Regions from separate parts of the Mus musculus genome. Here all the other regions are linked to region 1. The links are chromatin contacts, called in public HiChIP or PLAC-seq and Micro-C maps. All regions are on one chromosome and are shown on one strand. Each heading gives the region's core, a stretch centred on a gene start, on an enhancer-like site or on the middle of the called end of the contact. The rest is flanking DNA. Distances are from core to core; before and after follow the strand shown. Region 1 overlaps Nadk (NAD kinase). Region 2 holds the start of 5830444B04Rik (RIKEN cDNA 5830444B04 gene). Region 3 holds the start of Vwa1 (von Willebrand factor A domain containing 1).

Region 1 (4,381 bases), core at 1,422-3,921:
AGTGGGACTTGCTTGGTGTTCTGTGTCTTTCCTTCTTTTAAAGATGTATGTATGTATGTATGTATGTATGTATGTATGTTTGTACTTACATACGTATGTACATACATATGTATGTATGTGTATGAGCACACTATGTGCATGTATGCTTGCGTAAGAGAACAGGGTATCAAATCCCACTGTAGATGGTTGTGAGCCTGTAGAAATACAAATTTTCTTTGTTTTTTAACCTGATTTTACTTGCTTGAAAGATTCTTCTTTTTGTTCATTTGTTTGTTTGAACCGTGGGTTTGCCATGCTAGAGATGGGACCAAGACTTGCCTCTGACAGGCATGCATTCTCCTACTGGCCACATCCCATCCTATGTGTTCCTCACAATCCTGTCGCTGGCTAGGACAACGCCCTGGAACACAAGCTCCCTGAGACCTTAGCAGTTAGTGTATCTTCCTGGGTTACACCTGATCATTATCTCTGTCAGCCCAAATTCTGGTTAGCATTGGATATTTCCAAAGAATAAATGTTTTCCCTCTGCACCACCTTTTTCTGGCCTGGATTAGAGACCTGACCCAAGGCTATGTATGACCCTCTCAGCAGTGGTCCTCATCCTCCCTTATGCTGCGACCCTTTAATACACTTCCTCATGTTGTGGGGACCCCCAACCATAGAGTTATTTCATTCCTACTTCATAACTGTAATTTTCCTAGTATTACAAATTACAGTGTAGATATCTCATGGGTAGGATATCTGATATACAGCCCCCAAAGTGGTCACAACCCTGGTTGAAGCCCCCTGCTCCAAGCTTCCTCTTGGAGGAGACCGCATCCTTGCTTTTCTGCCACCTGCAGGCCATCCAAGGAACTGCTCTTAAAAGGAACCTTGGCTGCAGGGTTGGTGTAAATCCCAGTAATGGTTTACACCCTTAGGGATGCAGGGATGCTAGTATTAGTGCTTTTGAGGAAAATTGTCCAAGGCCTACAAGTTCACAGAGCAGAGTTGTGAGTTATTGCTGCTGCTGCTGCTGTTGCTGCTAAATGTATATCATTGGAAGCAACGGTTCTTGACATGTTGTATCTTGACATGTTGTATCTTGACATGTTGTATACTCTCTTATCCATGCATCCAGCAATCATAATTACACCAACCCCAAGCCTTCTGCTAATATCCACTGTGTCATTGTCTGTCCCACGTGTGGCCCTCCCTAGCTCCCCATCACCCAGAGTTCTAGGCACTCCCCTGCTTCCTGTCCCTGGTCTGGTGCCCATATGCATGCCCACCACCTCCCAGTATCCTAGTGGTCCCCTGTATTTTCCAACCACCAGCTGCTTGCAGCCCCTTCCTGCACAGCTTAGCTTTGTCACTTACCTAACGCCTCTACAGCAGCCAGTTTTTGCTTGTTTATTTTATTTCTAAAGATTTATTTAGGGGGCTGGTGAGATGGCTCAGTGGGTAAGAGCACCCGACTGCTCTTCCGAAGGTCCAGAGTTCAAATCCCAGCAACCACATGGTGGCTCACAACCATCTGTAATGAGATCTGACTCCCTCTTCTGGTGTGTCTGAAGACAGTTGCAGTGTACTTACATATAATAAATAAATAAATCTTTTTGTAAAAAGATTTATTTATTATATGTAAATACACTGTATTATATTTTTGGCTCCCTGGAACTGGAGTTGCAGGCAATTGTAACTCCAGATTTTACCAGATATGGGTGTTGGGAACTAAATCAAGAGCAGTGTAAACCCCACCTCCTTTTTTCCTTTTTTCCTTTTTTTTTTTTTTTGTTTGTTTTAAGTCATAGTTTCTTTAGGTAGTCTGGCTCTCCTAGAACTCAATTTGTTTGTTAGATCAGTCTGGTCTCACACTCAGAGATTCAACTGTCTTTGCCTCCCAAGGCTGGGGGAGTAGTATGCACTCCTAGTCGCTGAGCTATCTCTCCAGCCCCCCACAGCCAGTTTTTACTTAGATATCAGTTATTTAGGCCAGGACACAAAATGCCTGCAGGCCGTTCTCTGAGACCAGAAAGTGCAAGTGAGAGAACTTTAGGACTATGGGTTAATGTCTAGACAGGCACCTTTCTCTGCTCTGCCTGGGACCATTTGTTCTAGGCTCTGAGGTACAGCTCTGTCACCTGCATCTCTGTATACCTCTATATGTCAGTGTAACACCTATGTTATAAAAATGAGGGCCTTATGGGGCATTGGTGGCGCACGCCTTTAATCCCAGCACTTGGGAGGCAGAGGCAGGATTTCTGAGTTCGAGGCCAGCCTGGTCTAGAGTAAGTTCCAGGACAGCCAGGGCTACACAATGAAACCCTGTCTCAAAAAAATAAATAAATAAATAAAAAATAAAAAAGAGGGCTTTATACGTTTGCCAAGTATCAAGTATCAAGTATTCCCGAGGCAGCATGGAGGACTTAGGAGGAGTTTTCGTTTCCTCATTACTTTGAGACTGTGTTTTCCTTACGGGGATGCCAACCTCTGTTGTATGGCACAGTGGCCATGCATCCTTGGCTGGCACAGCAGATCACTCAGAGCTGGTTCTGACAGGCCATGAGCCTGTCAGCTCCACATGGCACCTGAATCCCAGACTTCCTGGAATGGTCACCATTCCTCTGTAGATGACACAACAGGAAGTTGAGCTGGTTTGTGGTCACAGGGAGGCCTTGGCCTGCATATAATAATGCTGGTGACACATGCTGAACCCTGCTGAGCTTTGGGGCTGAAAGAGTCTTGGGCTGGGCCTGCCTGAGGCAGTCATAACCCACACATGGGCAGGATAGGCTGGCTGCTGGACACAGGGTGTGGGCTTGGAGCTCTGTAGTGGGGCAGAGGTCTATGATCCACCCACATTCTCTGGAACCCGGAGTCTGGTAAGTTTAGGGAGTGATCTCCTTTCACCTGCAGCCCTTTCACCTGCCGGTGGCCTGCGACCGCCTCCCTGTGGGCGGGCCTGCCTTTTCCATGCTCCTGGTTCTCAGCGGCCTGGGCACTGCCTGGCCTGGGCACTGCCCTGCCAGGGCTGCTAGGCAGGTGGTCCTGGCCCTTCTTTAGGAGCAGGGAGCTGAGACTGGCCCTCTTTGCTCTTAATAGTTAACCTTGTGTTTTTTCATTTTTAAACCAGATGATGAGGCAGAAGGGCCATGTAGTCAGAAGGGAGTCTATGTTTTTGTTTATTTGATTTCATAGTTTAGAGAACACTGCTATAGGACCTTGACAAGTCTTCGACATTTTGCTTTCAGTTTTGAGGATACAAAAATTAAACTCAGTGTAATACACAGCTAGGAGCATGGTGGCCAGACAGGGCTGTGTGTGTGTGTGGTGAGGGAACACTGCAATGCTGGGGATGTGCCTGCTGTCTCCTAGAAGGTGGAGGCTCAGAGAGGCAGCGATGAGCGGCCTCTCCCCTCCCAGAAATGCCAGTAACAGGTGAGTGCTTTGACCACTAGTGGCCTCTGAGGCTTTCAGTACTTTGTGTCATAATTTTGAAGGTTGGTTGTGGGTTCTCACAGACTGCTAGAACACATTTCATAATTGGGGAAATTGTGTTGGACTTCAGAAATGAAGATTTACTAGGCCAGGCATGGTACCAGGTCATGCCTTTAATCTCAACACTCAGGAGGGAAAACAGGTAGATCTCTATGAATTTGAGGCTAACTTGGTCTGTATAATACGTTCCAAGCCAGTCGAGGCCACATACTAAGTACCTCTTTCAAAAAATTAATAATAATTATTAATTTTAATTATTATTAGTTTAACTAATACTTATATTGATTTTAATTAATAAATAAGACTCAGCTAAGTTTATACAGTAGCATAAAGAGGTAGGCCATACACCCTCCAGGTAGGTTCATCAAAGGAAACACATGTTCTGAAGGGTCCTGGGACTGGAAATGGTCCATAGTAGACCCAGGACAGAGTCTTGAATCCAGCTGTTCTAGGTTCTATGAGGAACAGATGTCCTCTATAGGCTGACAGGTAGCCTAGGATTTCCTCTCTGTTGCTTTATGCCATCTCTGTCCCCACCATAATACATGTGATCTGGCCCATGAAGATGATTATAGGTACAGTTGGCAAGCAGGGTGCCCAAGAGGATATGGCCAAAGTCTTGCAGACAGTGGCTGGGCAGGGTGGGTCTTCAAGGTCTACTGGCAGCTAAGGACAGTTGCTCTAGAACCATTGTGTTCCTGGTATGTGGCTGCAGGTTGGCTGACAGCTATCCCTGATGGCAGCCAGTGCTGACGGTGTACATATAGTTGGCAATGTAGTTCTCCTTTTTTCTGGTTTGTGGCTATTTTTATTTTTCCAAATTCCTCAAGGAAAAGACAACTGCTGGTATGAGCTCTTTTCTCTCCCCAAAGGCACATCCAGGACCCTGCAAGTCAACGGT
Region 2 (5,094 bases), core at 741-3,240, 160 kb before region 1:
TCATGACATCAGCACCTGATGTCATGTGGGTATAGGATTTTACCCAACAGCAATGGCGTGTTGCAGTGTCCTGACATCCTTTGGGTGTCCTTTAGAACTCATGCTTGGTTGTGTTCCGTCACTTCCCGCTGAGGTGAAAGTTGAATAGCAGGAGTGAGCCTTTCATCCAGGCCTACACAGGGAACTGCTCTGGTCTGCGTGGCAGCATGCTGATGAAGCGCTGTAGCCATGTAGCCTGAGTAGCTGCATGCTCCTCAGGCCTGTGCTTATACAAGTTCATGTTAACTGTGCTTCCCTTTGTTTCCCAGACATACCACCTTTGGGAGAAATTTACATGATTAGCCCCTTTGGCAGGGTTTTTAGAAAATACCCCCAGTCCTGTGACTTGATAGAGTCAGAGACCCCTAGAAAAACAAAGCATTATTAGTCCTTGGCCTGGACCTCAGGCTTTCTCCTTCCCCTGCCCCCACTGGTCCCTTCTGAGGCTAGAACCTCAGGAAAACATTATGCCAATTCTTATTTCAATGTTCTAGAGGAGAGCTGCATATCTGTCGTCAGAGGATGGACCTCCTCAACAAGCAGCAGGAGAGCTTGGCAGCCGAGATCGCCACAGAGAAAGAAGCCAACAACATGTAGGTCATCCTGTGGCCTACAAGGAGGTTGGGCAGCCAAGTGTGACCATGATGGCCAAGACACTGTCATATCTCAGAGGCTCATTCACTCATTCAACAAAGAATAGTGTTAAGTTCCAGCTGTGTTCAGAGAGTTAAGAGGCAAATAGCATCTCTCCAGGTGGCAAAACAGACAATATAGCACAAAGAAGAAATGTCAGTCTAGGAGCTGGCTCAGTTGGTGAAATACTTGCTACCCAAGAGTGAGAACCTGCATCTGACCCCAGCCCCCATGTGCAGAGCATGCCAATAATCCCAACACAGAAGAAGTAGAGACAAGAGGGTCCAGAGGTCTGACTGGCTGATAAGACTAGCAAAATCTGTGAGTTTCAGACTCGGTAACAGAGGCTGTCTCAAAAGAATAAGGCGGAGAATGATCCAGTAAGATATCTGATGTTGGTGTCTCAGCACATGCAGGTACACACGTGACAGTGCATATGCATACACACACACATGGACACACATGGACCCGTGCACACGCAAGCGCTCAAAGGAAAGAACAGAAATGCTAGTATAGAATGCTGCGATCGGGGAAGAGACAAGGCTGCGTCCATGAAGCTCGTGAAGTGGAAGTTGTAGCGTTGGTCACTGGTGGAAATGGCTGATTTGTAGAGTGTTTATATCTGTTGCCTTATTTGTTTAGAGACAGACTCTAACTCTGAAGTCTATCCTATCCCCAAATTCACAGTCCTCTGTCTCACAAACCCTAGACTCACAAGACTGAGCCACCACACCTGGCTCTCTGTGGGGTTAAAAACCCCATCTGATTCTGTGGATCAGCAGCTCAGTGTCCACAGACGATGAGTCGATGAGTTATGGACAATGTGCCCACCAGCACTACACACATGCAGGCGCACTTCATCCATGTCCCGTGCTCTCAGGCCTTTCAGCTTTCCCTGCAAACATACTGCTGAGAGGAGAACTCTGCTCACCCTGCATAAAGGCCTGCATCTGGCGGTATGATTGGGCCTCAACAACAGTAGACGGCACACTAAGAGCTGTATGCTAGGAAAGAAGAGGAACAGAGCGAAGACTCAGAGTAATTCTGAGGGAGTGTGCCAGGCCTCGGGAGTGTTTCAGGGAGTGTGCCAGTCCTTCCTGAACTCAAGGCCTGACAAGTAGGACTTTGGCTTCTAGTTTCCTAAGAGAAAGTGAGAGGCCAATATCAGAGAATACATGAGTGGAGATAAAAACAAAACCCCCACCCAGCCAACCTCTGACCTCCGCAGGCCCCAGATAAGGCCCTACCTTGGTCCTACTTGGCCAGCTGGAAATGGGTGTAGGAAGCGCCTTACTTTGTTGGGAGCCGCCCCCACATTCGCCGTCACAAGATGGCGCTGACATCCTGTGTTCTAAGTGGTAAACAAATAATCTGCGCATGAGCCAAGGGTATTTTATGACTACTTGTACTCTACCTTTCCCGTGAACGTCAGCTCGGCCATGGGCTGCAGCCAATCAGGGAGTGATGCGTCCTAGGCGAAATATAACTCTCCTAAAGAGGGAAGGGGTTTCGGTTTCATTATTGAAGGGGCTTTCGTTTTTGGGGCTGGGCGCTGGGCGCTTGCCCTCCTGGCTCCCAAAGATGTAAGCAATAAAGTTTTGCCGCAGAAGATTCTGGTCTGTTGCGTCTTTCCTGGCCGGGCGTGAGAATGCGTCTAATAACATTACTTGACAGCACAGGATCTCACCTCTGATCATCTGCTTTTGATGGACTTCCTCCTGAGTGAGGGATGGCCAAGGGAAAGCACCAGGTTGTCCTCAGCTTTATCAGTAAGGCCATCGTGCTGACCTGCGGTCCATTCTGTTGTTCTCCAGGGCTGCTATTGGCCGTCTCCAGGCTGCATCCAGGCGCCTGCAAACAGAGCTAGAGAACGAGAAAGATCTGCAGTCCAAAATCACAGCCATGCTGAAGGACAGCGAGTAAGTTTGCAAGAGCCTGAAAGACGGGCTTTGTAAGTTAGCACCTGGCTAACTTACACAGGACACAGACCTCAGAGCAGTTTGTGGGACAGTTTCTAATTTGAGTATAAAGGGTAATTTGCTTTTCACTTTCTAGATGCTTAGGAATTAATGAAAAGGTGACATGTTAAAGCAGCTGAAAGGAAAACTTTTACACTGAATTTTTTTCAGTCTCCTCACTTTTGTTTATAATCTTAGTAACTAAAACAACAAATGTTCCATTTTCACAAGGAATGCCATGTGGCACATTGAGATCCAGAAGGGGCAATTTGAGGATGTCCGGAAGCACCATGAAGCAGAGGCAGAAGCTAGACAGAGGGGCCTTGAGGTACACTCTGCTCGGCAGCTTCAAAGGGAAAGAGAAGCCATGGAGAAGTCAGAAAAGAACCGCCTGCTGAGGGCCCGGTAAGCGCCACCCAGACCTGGCCATAGCCAGTTCCTTCATGTTCTACACCCAGGCTCTCTAGAACCAGCTCACAGTTCCCTCTTTGCATCCGTGCCACGGGTCCTGCAATGGCTCCATGTTACGTGCCCACAGTCACCACTGACCTGCACCATCAGACCCTTCCCTCTGCGTATTCCTTTATTCCTTCCAGCTGTGCTGTTCTCTGGCTCCATCACACATCTGGATACCCCTTTCCCTACACAAGCCTCAGAGAGCACTGAGTCCTACCTCTGCTTAACCACCGACCCCCAGGGACTTCAGGGCTACTGGATTCTCCAGATAGAGAAGCCCCTCTCACCTCTTTATGCCACCGTCTTTGCTGATCTCTTCTCCTGTCAGATTCCTGCCCAGCCTGCGTCAAGCCCTGTTTTTGGTGACTTCCTCACACTGGAGGTCCCAGCTGCACTTTAATATCTGTGACAGGCAAGTATATGTGACACTTATTCCTGTTTCTGCTTGTGTCACTGCAGGAAATCTTTGCATACACAAAAGGAGCTGGGGCTGAGACATCAGAAGCTAGTGGAAGATGCCCAGAGAAACCACAGGATCGCAGTGAAGTTCCTGAAGGCCTCTCTGGGAAGGTGGGTTCTCACCTTAAATCTTTCTTCCATCAATGCCCTTGGGGAATACAGGAATGTGGGTTCCTAGATTTCACTTTGAGATCTTCTAATTAAGTCATTAACTAATTATCAGAAACAAATATATCTGCAGTTTTATTTTAAGAAGCTATTTGTATTTGCAAGAGGAGCATGAGACACAATGAAGCCCTAGAGTGTAGGGAACATCCCAGCTACGGGTCTCATGGGCACAGCCCTGACAGAGAGCCTACCCATGCACCCTCACATTGTCAGCATTTATAGAGGTGATCAGCACCTAAGGCTCCTATAGCTCTGTAATCGCCGGCAGTGCCTGCACACATCCCTAGTGAAAGTGCACGTTTCACCGGGCACAGTGGCACACCCTTCAATTCCAGCACTCAGGAGACAGGCAGGTTGATCTCTGAGTTTGGGACCAGCCTAGTCTACATAGCAAGTTCCAGAACAGCTGGGGATCCATAGAGAAACCTGGACACAAAAGAGACAAACAAAAGTAAAAAATAAACAAAATGCACATTACTGCAGAGTTCGTGAGCGAGAGCAGAAGGAAGAGATGGAGTCGCGCACGCACATGCAACGGCGCATGGATGCCGTGCTGTCCCTGAAGAACAACATCACTGCCAGTCGGGTAGGACCAGCCTCTCCAGTATATCTAACCAACTGGCTACCTACCCCCCTGGGTCTTGCTCTTGGGAGCCAGAATTCTTCTATCCTTGGGCTCTGGCCATGAGCCTGCCAGCCTGCTCAGCCTGACGGTTTACCACGCCTCTACCACAGGCTTCCTAGCTGGACTGCAGACAGGAACCATGATCCAGCAGAAAGAGAACAATTTAGCACTGTTCTGAGAGGGCCTCATCTCAGTGCAACAGTGGTCACAGGGCCCAATGCAGTGTGAGGGCCAGCTCGAGGGCTCAGAACTGGGTTAGGGAAGAGTGGGCCACATCATGAAGACTCAGGGCACGGTAACCAATAGGAGAGGGCCAACATGCACACCACTGCAAAGTCAATATGCTCACCACTGCACAGGGTCAACATGCACACAGCTGCACAGGGTCAACATGCACACCACTGCACAGAATTCTAGACCCAGGGGGCGGGCCCAGGGCTGCGTGTTAGGTGAGAAACACGTGGAAAATTATGGGTGTTGAACTGCCTACTATGGGACCCATATGCTTCAGCATTGATTTAAAGACATCCATTCAAAGAAAATATCTGAGTATGAGTATATGCAAAGTTGTGTGTGTGTGTCATATGCTGATACTGTGACTTTAGAGTTCCCTATTTCCAGGAAACACTAAAAAAGTTCCAAGCATGGGGCCAAACCAGGGCAGATCTGGCTAAGCAGAAGGCCCTTACAGAGAAAGAAGTGATCCTATCCCAAGGCGGAGATGCCTTCAAGTACCTTTTTCATCAACGCAGGCAC
Region 3 (4,597 bases), core at 1,988-4,487, 190 kb after region 1:
CACCCAGACAAACAACCTGGATGAAGGTACCTCAAAGGTGGCAATGCTCACAATGTTATCTAAGAACAGAAGTCCAGTCCTCCAAGACTGTGTGGCCAACACGAGATGTGTCGTGAGACAGACATATTCTGACATATTCTGAACAGTTCTGGAGGAGGAAACAGACCAGAAGCTGGGAGACTTCATGTTAGTGGCCCCTGGAGCAGTAAAAGTGTGACAAAACCCTTTTAAAAGCTGCTGGACCTGCTGGACCTAAGAGTGAGGAGAGAGTAGGACCTTCCTATCCGAGAGTGGTAGGGGGGCTCCAGAATGGGCTCCTGTGCAGCGACAACCAACACATGATCAGCCAGCCATCTGATCAGCTTGCAGCTGAGTCTTGGTAGGCCATCCAGATCTTGGCTTTCTTGCCAAGGTGCTAAGTTCGGTCAGCTGGGCACTCATTTTCCTGCCCAGCCTCCCACTCAAGATTCTGACCTTAGTTACAGACGTCTCCACCCTAATGTTTATCTCTGGTGATATTCTCTTCTCCTTCTGCCCCTTCCAGGTTCATCTGGGCCTATTGGCCCAGGGTCTACCAGGAGATGTCCTCAGAAGATCTCTTGAGGCAGACCTTTCACCCCTTTCCAACCCATAGACCCACACCTTCCTCTTTAGTGTAGATGATTAACCTGCAGAAAGAGACTTGGTAAGAATGCTACCCTGAAGTGATAGCATTCTTCAGTGCCCTCCACAGGCTAAGCCAAACACCAGGCCCTTAGTCTCCAGCCCCTTCCTTCTCCTTGGGTGACTGACGATAGGAGGCCCAGGAGAAAGCAGGTGCGTAGGTCCTACAGCGGATCTTCCCAGCAGTCCCACAATAGACACGATTGAAAGCCACCTCCAACCCCTCCCTGACTGTGGTTCCCAAGCATGGAATAGGTAGGGCCCAAGCTTTGTAGGAGACATTCCCTGACCTGTTTGGTCACTTCTCCGGGAATTATGGGACTGGCAAGCCATTTGGTCCCTGGATATACACAAAGGCACATGATGCCATAGGCATACACCTGGGGGAGCCCTGGACCTCCTTTATCCTCTGTACTTGGCCCCTCCACACACAGCCCACTCAAAGTAGCCCTCAGTTCGTTGGCCTGGGAGTTCCCGTGTCTGGGAGTCCTGTCTTGAAGTGGTTACTCAGATCTGCCACATTCTCTCTATAACCCAGGTGTCAGGGTACATGTAGGCACCCAGAAGGAGTACGTGCCTGGATGGTATGCAGAGACTGGGTGGGCCACTATCACATACTCAAGGGCACCAGGCTCATGGGTTCTCCCTGGTCTCCACACAGATCCTCTCCCTGCAGCAAGCTGTCAGCTAGGGATTCACAGGACCTGCCTCTTCCCACCTACCAGTTATGGAGCCCCGCAGCTCCCGGGCAATGATAGGAAGATCATCCACATCCACAAAGTGTAGGTGCTTCTCGGCAGGAGCCGAGGCAGCTGCCAACAGCTCCAACAGGTTGCCTCGGCCAGTGCTGACAATGAAGATGGTGACACCCAGGTCCTTGAGCTCCTGCATAGGGGGGCCCACGGGGTCGCTGGAGCCACCATCTGTCACCCACACCAGCACCTTGGGAACCCCTGGCCGGGCACCTGCTTCCTCAGCAAACAATTGTTCTTTGGCATAAGCCAGTGCCAGGCCTGTGTTGGTATCACCCATACGTTGGGGTGCAACACGGATGGCATCCTGTATAGCCTGGCCTGAACTGTACTGGTCAAAAGTAAACTCTGTGTGAGGCTGGCTGCCCACGTGCACCAGACTAGCACGCAGAGCCCCGGGTCCGAAAGACATCGTAGCCACCAGCTGCCCCACAAATTCCCGAACTCTTGAGAACTCATAGTGTGACACGCTGGCTGAGCTGTCCAACAGGAACAACAGGTCCCCCTGGGGGTCTGATGCTGTGGAACCTAGAGGAAAAGACAAGGGGTTCAGTCAAGGTAGCCCTGCCAGGCACCCCCTTGCCCAGGGCAGAACCACCCCCAAAGGTCTGAACTTTCTTTAAGCACATGCTTGCTTGCCTTTGCCCAAAGATACAGGTAGAGAATCTTCAGAATGGGGCTATAAATGCCAACAAAAGGCCCACACTCTCCTCTGGTTCCCAACTGTACAATGTCCATGTACCCAGGGCATCCTGGGCTGTCCCCGTGCTCCTTTAGTAGGTAAATGCTGACCCTTGTCCTCAATAGACACTGCATGCAGGTAGAACATTCTGTATTCAGGAGGGGCCTGAGCCACATGCAATGCTTCCCTGATACTTGATTTTCAGAAGGGACACCTCTAGGATGAAGTTAAGTGAGGTTATTCATCTTCCAGGTGAAGCAATGGACTCTGAGCCCATGGGACAACAAGAGAGGATGGGAGAGCAAAAGTGAAGAGATGGGGAAGACCACACACTGAACAGCCCTTCCTGCCCATAAGAGGGCCAGACTGGAGTCCTGACTGGTTACAGATGACATCACCCCTCCCCTCCCCTGGCCCCCATCCCCTGCTTCATCTGTACCAAGAAAGCAGGATATACCCATCCGCAGCAGCCTGAGGACCCAACCATTGTCTAGCGAGCCTTCCCTTTTATCCCCTTTTCTTCCTGCCCAGCCGGCTGAGGTACTGATGAGACCTTCCATCACTAAGACTCAAATACGCAACAGCTCTCAAGTGCCTGGATTTAGTCCTGGCTTTGGGGTTTCCCCCTCATGGTGTGGCCATTCCAATATTCTTACCTCCTTTCTACTGAGGGACCTTTCAGAGGTAAGGAAACTGAGTCAGGGAGACCTCTTAAACATCTTTCTCCACAATCCATGTCTGAGGTGCGGGGTGGGACGGGACGGGGGAGGGGGATGGAGTGGGGGGGACCGTAGCCTCAGGCGCTCCAAGTCCAGCTCTAGCTCAGTTGAGTCACCAAGAATGTCTCCGAGCGCCCACCGCAGGTGGCTGAGGTGCTGGCGTGTGCCCCACCCGCTCCCCCGGCCTTCCCACCTACTGGTTCGGCGGCTGCACCTGGACAGTTCATGACCCGCGTGGGCAGCAGCGGATCGGCTATGAAGAATTGGAATCCGGGTTTCACCACACTTACCGCGCTCTATGCTGCTCCGCGCCAATGCCAACCGCAGACTCAAAGCCATGCTGAACGCAGTCCAGAACAGCATCGCGCCTGGAGTGGCGGGCTCTTGATCGACCACAGCTGGCTGCTAACTTGCCCTCCTACCGTGAGTCAGGCCCCACCCACCTCGGAGAAGCCACACCCACTCGCGGCCACTCCTGCTTGGGAGGCGCGTGCACTCAGTCGCTCGCGCAGAGGCCAATCTGCACAGACTGCACGGTGATGCATGCCATAGCGGTCCCGGACTTGCGGTGACACGCAGCAACCACAAAGGCATATAGGTGTGGGCGTGTGCTGACAGACATTCCCATCTCTCTTTTGCAGGCGGCAATATGTGTTGTCCATATTCTCCTCCTCACTCCTCCTCCCCTACTCCTTAGGGTTCCCCCCCCCCCCGCACCCCGCAGTTGCTGATCTGCAAAGCTCCTGAAGACAGGAGAGCCTTACAAGACAAAAGAACCTTAGAAGTGGGGCTATACAAAGAAGCAACCTTCTCTCAACAAGGACCCAATTTGGCTATAAACTGGAGGAGCAGCCGGCTTTCTCCAAAGACTTGAAAGCAATGACGCAGCCCTCAGAGGAGACAGGAGCATATGAGAAGCTTCTTACAGAATGAAGAGCCTCCACCTTGCCAGAACTCTCACCTGAATTCTTGGAGGAAAAGACACAGTGGCCTATTGCTGTCCTATGTACTACCCAAACAGGGCTCCAGGGCTACACCCAGGTCAGACCCCAGCAGGATTAGAGACCCACTGGCCATCTAAAGTTGGGTCCTGCAGTCAGTGCTAAGCCCAGACCAAAGGAAGCTGTCTACAAGTGTTGTTCACAGGACATTGAGCCCTTCAGAAGGGCTGCACAGACCGCGGCCCTTAAGATGCTTTCCTGTAAATAATTATAGTATTTGGAATGGAGGCCCACATAGGAGGGGGTGTTGTCTGGCAGGATGTCTCCTCCCTTCCCACTCTCAGCAAGAGGATGCTCAGCAGGGAGGACGGATGGGACTCAATGGTTTTACTTCCTCCATTTCTGGCAGGTGAGACACTGTGGGGCCTTGAGGACTGTGCCTGAGCTCTGCTTTGCCTAAAAAAGGAAGCAATACAGCTGAGCCTGAGAAGCTAGCTGCAGGAACAAGTAAGAGCTATGTCCTGCTGCCGTCCCCCACCCCGTTGCCGGGAATCTTGGCACTGGGTGTTGGCTTCACTCCACAGACCTCAGGCCTCTGAATGGACCAGAAAGTTCTCGATGCTTCTGCCTGAGCCTTGAGGATGAGAGCAGTGCATGTGAGTCCCTCAAAGACTGTGGACACCAACAACCTCCAGCTCCAGATACATTGTTGCATTGTGAATAAGCAGAGGACACAGGGTATCCAGAAGAATCTTATTATGTCAGGCTTGCTCTGCCAGGGAGCTGGGTCTTAGAGGAAGGAGAGGCTCATAGCCCTCAAGCCTACAGTCATACCTCAGT

What was found. A called contact is a pair of places that touch in the nucleus more often than the background predicts. HiChIP or PLAC-seq counts read pairs in DNA pulled down with a chosen protein or histone mark.
Region 2: a Micro-C map of trophoblast stem cells shows a contact between it and region 1, with 6 times the contacts expected there. The contact joins the promoter of 5830444B04Rik here to the enhancer-like site in region 1. A contact is called at or near these places in 1 of 39 promoter capture datasets (hippocampal neurons), 7 of 484 Hi-C or Micro-C datasets (the N1E-115 cell line, embryonic stem cells, neural progenitor cells and 1 more), 1 of 115 datasets of contacts at active chromatin or transcription factors (the 230-238 cell line) and 4 of 9 other capture datasets (adipose tissue, embryonic stem cells, liver and 1 more).
Region 3: an HNF4G HiChIP or PLAC-seq map of pancreatic cancer cells shows a contact between it and region 1. The contact joins the promoter of Vwa1 here to the enhancer-like site in region 1. A contact is called at or near these places in 3 of 39 promoter capture datasets (embryonic stem cells, neutrophils and pre-B cells), 3 of 484 Hi-C or Micro-C datasets (the N1E-115 cell line, embryonic fibroblasts and rod photoreceptor), 2 of 115 datasets of contacts at active chromatin or transcription factors (embryonic stem cells and pancreatic cancer cells) and 3 of 9 other capture datasets (adipose tissue, embryonic stem cells and liver).

What each region holds. Positions count from the first base shown.
Region 1 is chr4:155,579,785-155,584,165 of GRCm38.p6, forward strand. It overlaps Nadk (NAD kinase), which reads left to right. Exons shown (of 12, transcript NM_001159637.1): 4 at 4,353-4,381. Among named protein-coding and RNA genes, the nearest start is that of Nadk, 18 kb to the left of the region's middle. Within about 2 kb of position 2,672, at least 118 of the 459 cell types and tissues checked have an H3K27ac peak or open chromatin away from gene starts, as enhancers often do. A contact at or near this core is called in the 230-238 cell line, adipose tissue, embryonic fibroblasts and 2 more, where this site is marked.
Region 2 is chr4:155,419,714-155,424,807 of GRCm38.p6, forward strand. 5830444B04Rik (RIKEN cDNA 5830444B04 gene) reads right to left here and starts at 1,991. Exons shown (of 3, transcript NR_102284.1): 1 at 1,920-1,991. It overlaps Cfap74 (cilia and flagella associated protein 74), which reads left to right. Exons shown (of 39, transcript NM_001368738.1): 5 at 534-632; 6 at 2,487-2,591; 7 at 2,862-3,035; 8 at 3,546-3,656; 9 at 4,197-4,299; 10 at 4,960-5,094.
Region 3 is chr4:155,771,324-155,775,920 of GRCm38.p6, forward strand. Vwa1 (von Willebrand factor A domain containing 1) reads right to left here and starts at 3,238. Exons shown (of 4, transcript NM_147776.4): 1 at 3,107-3,238; 2 at 1,386-1,943. The coding sequence starts at 3,179.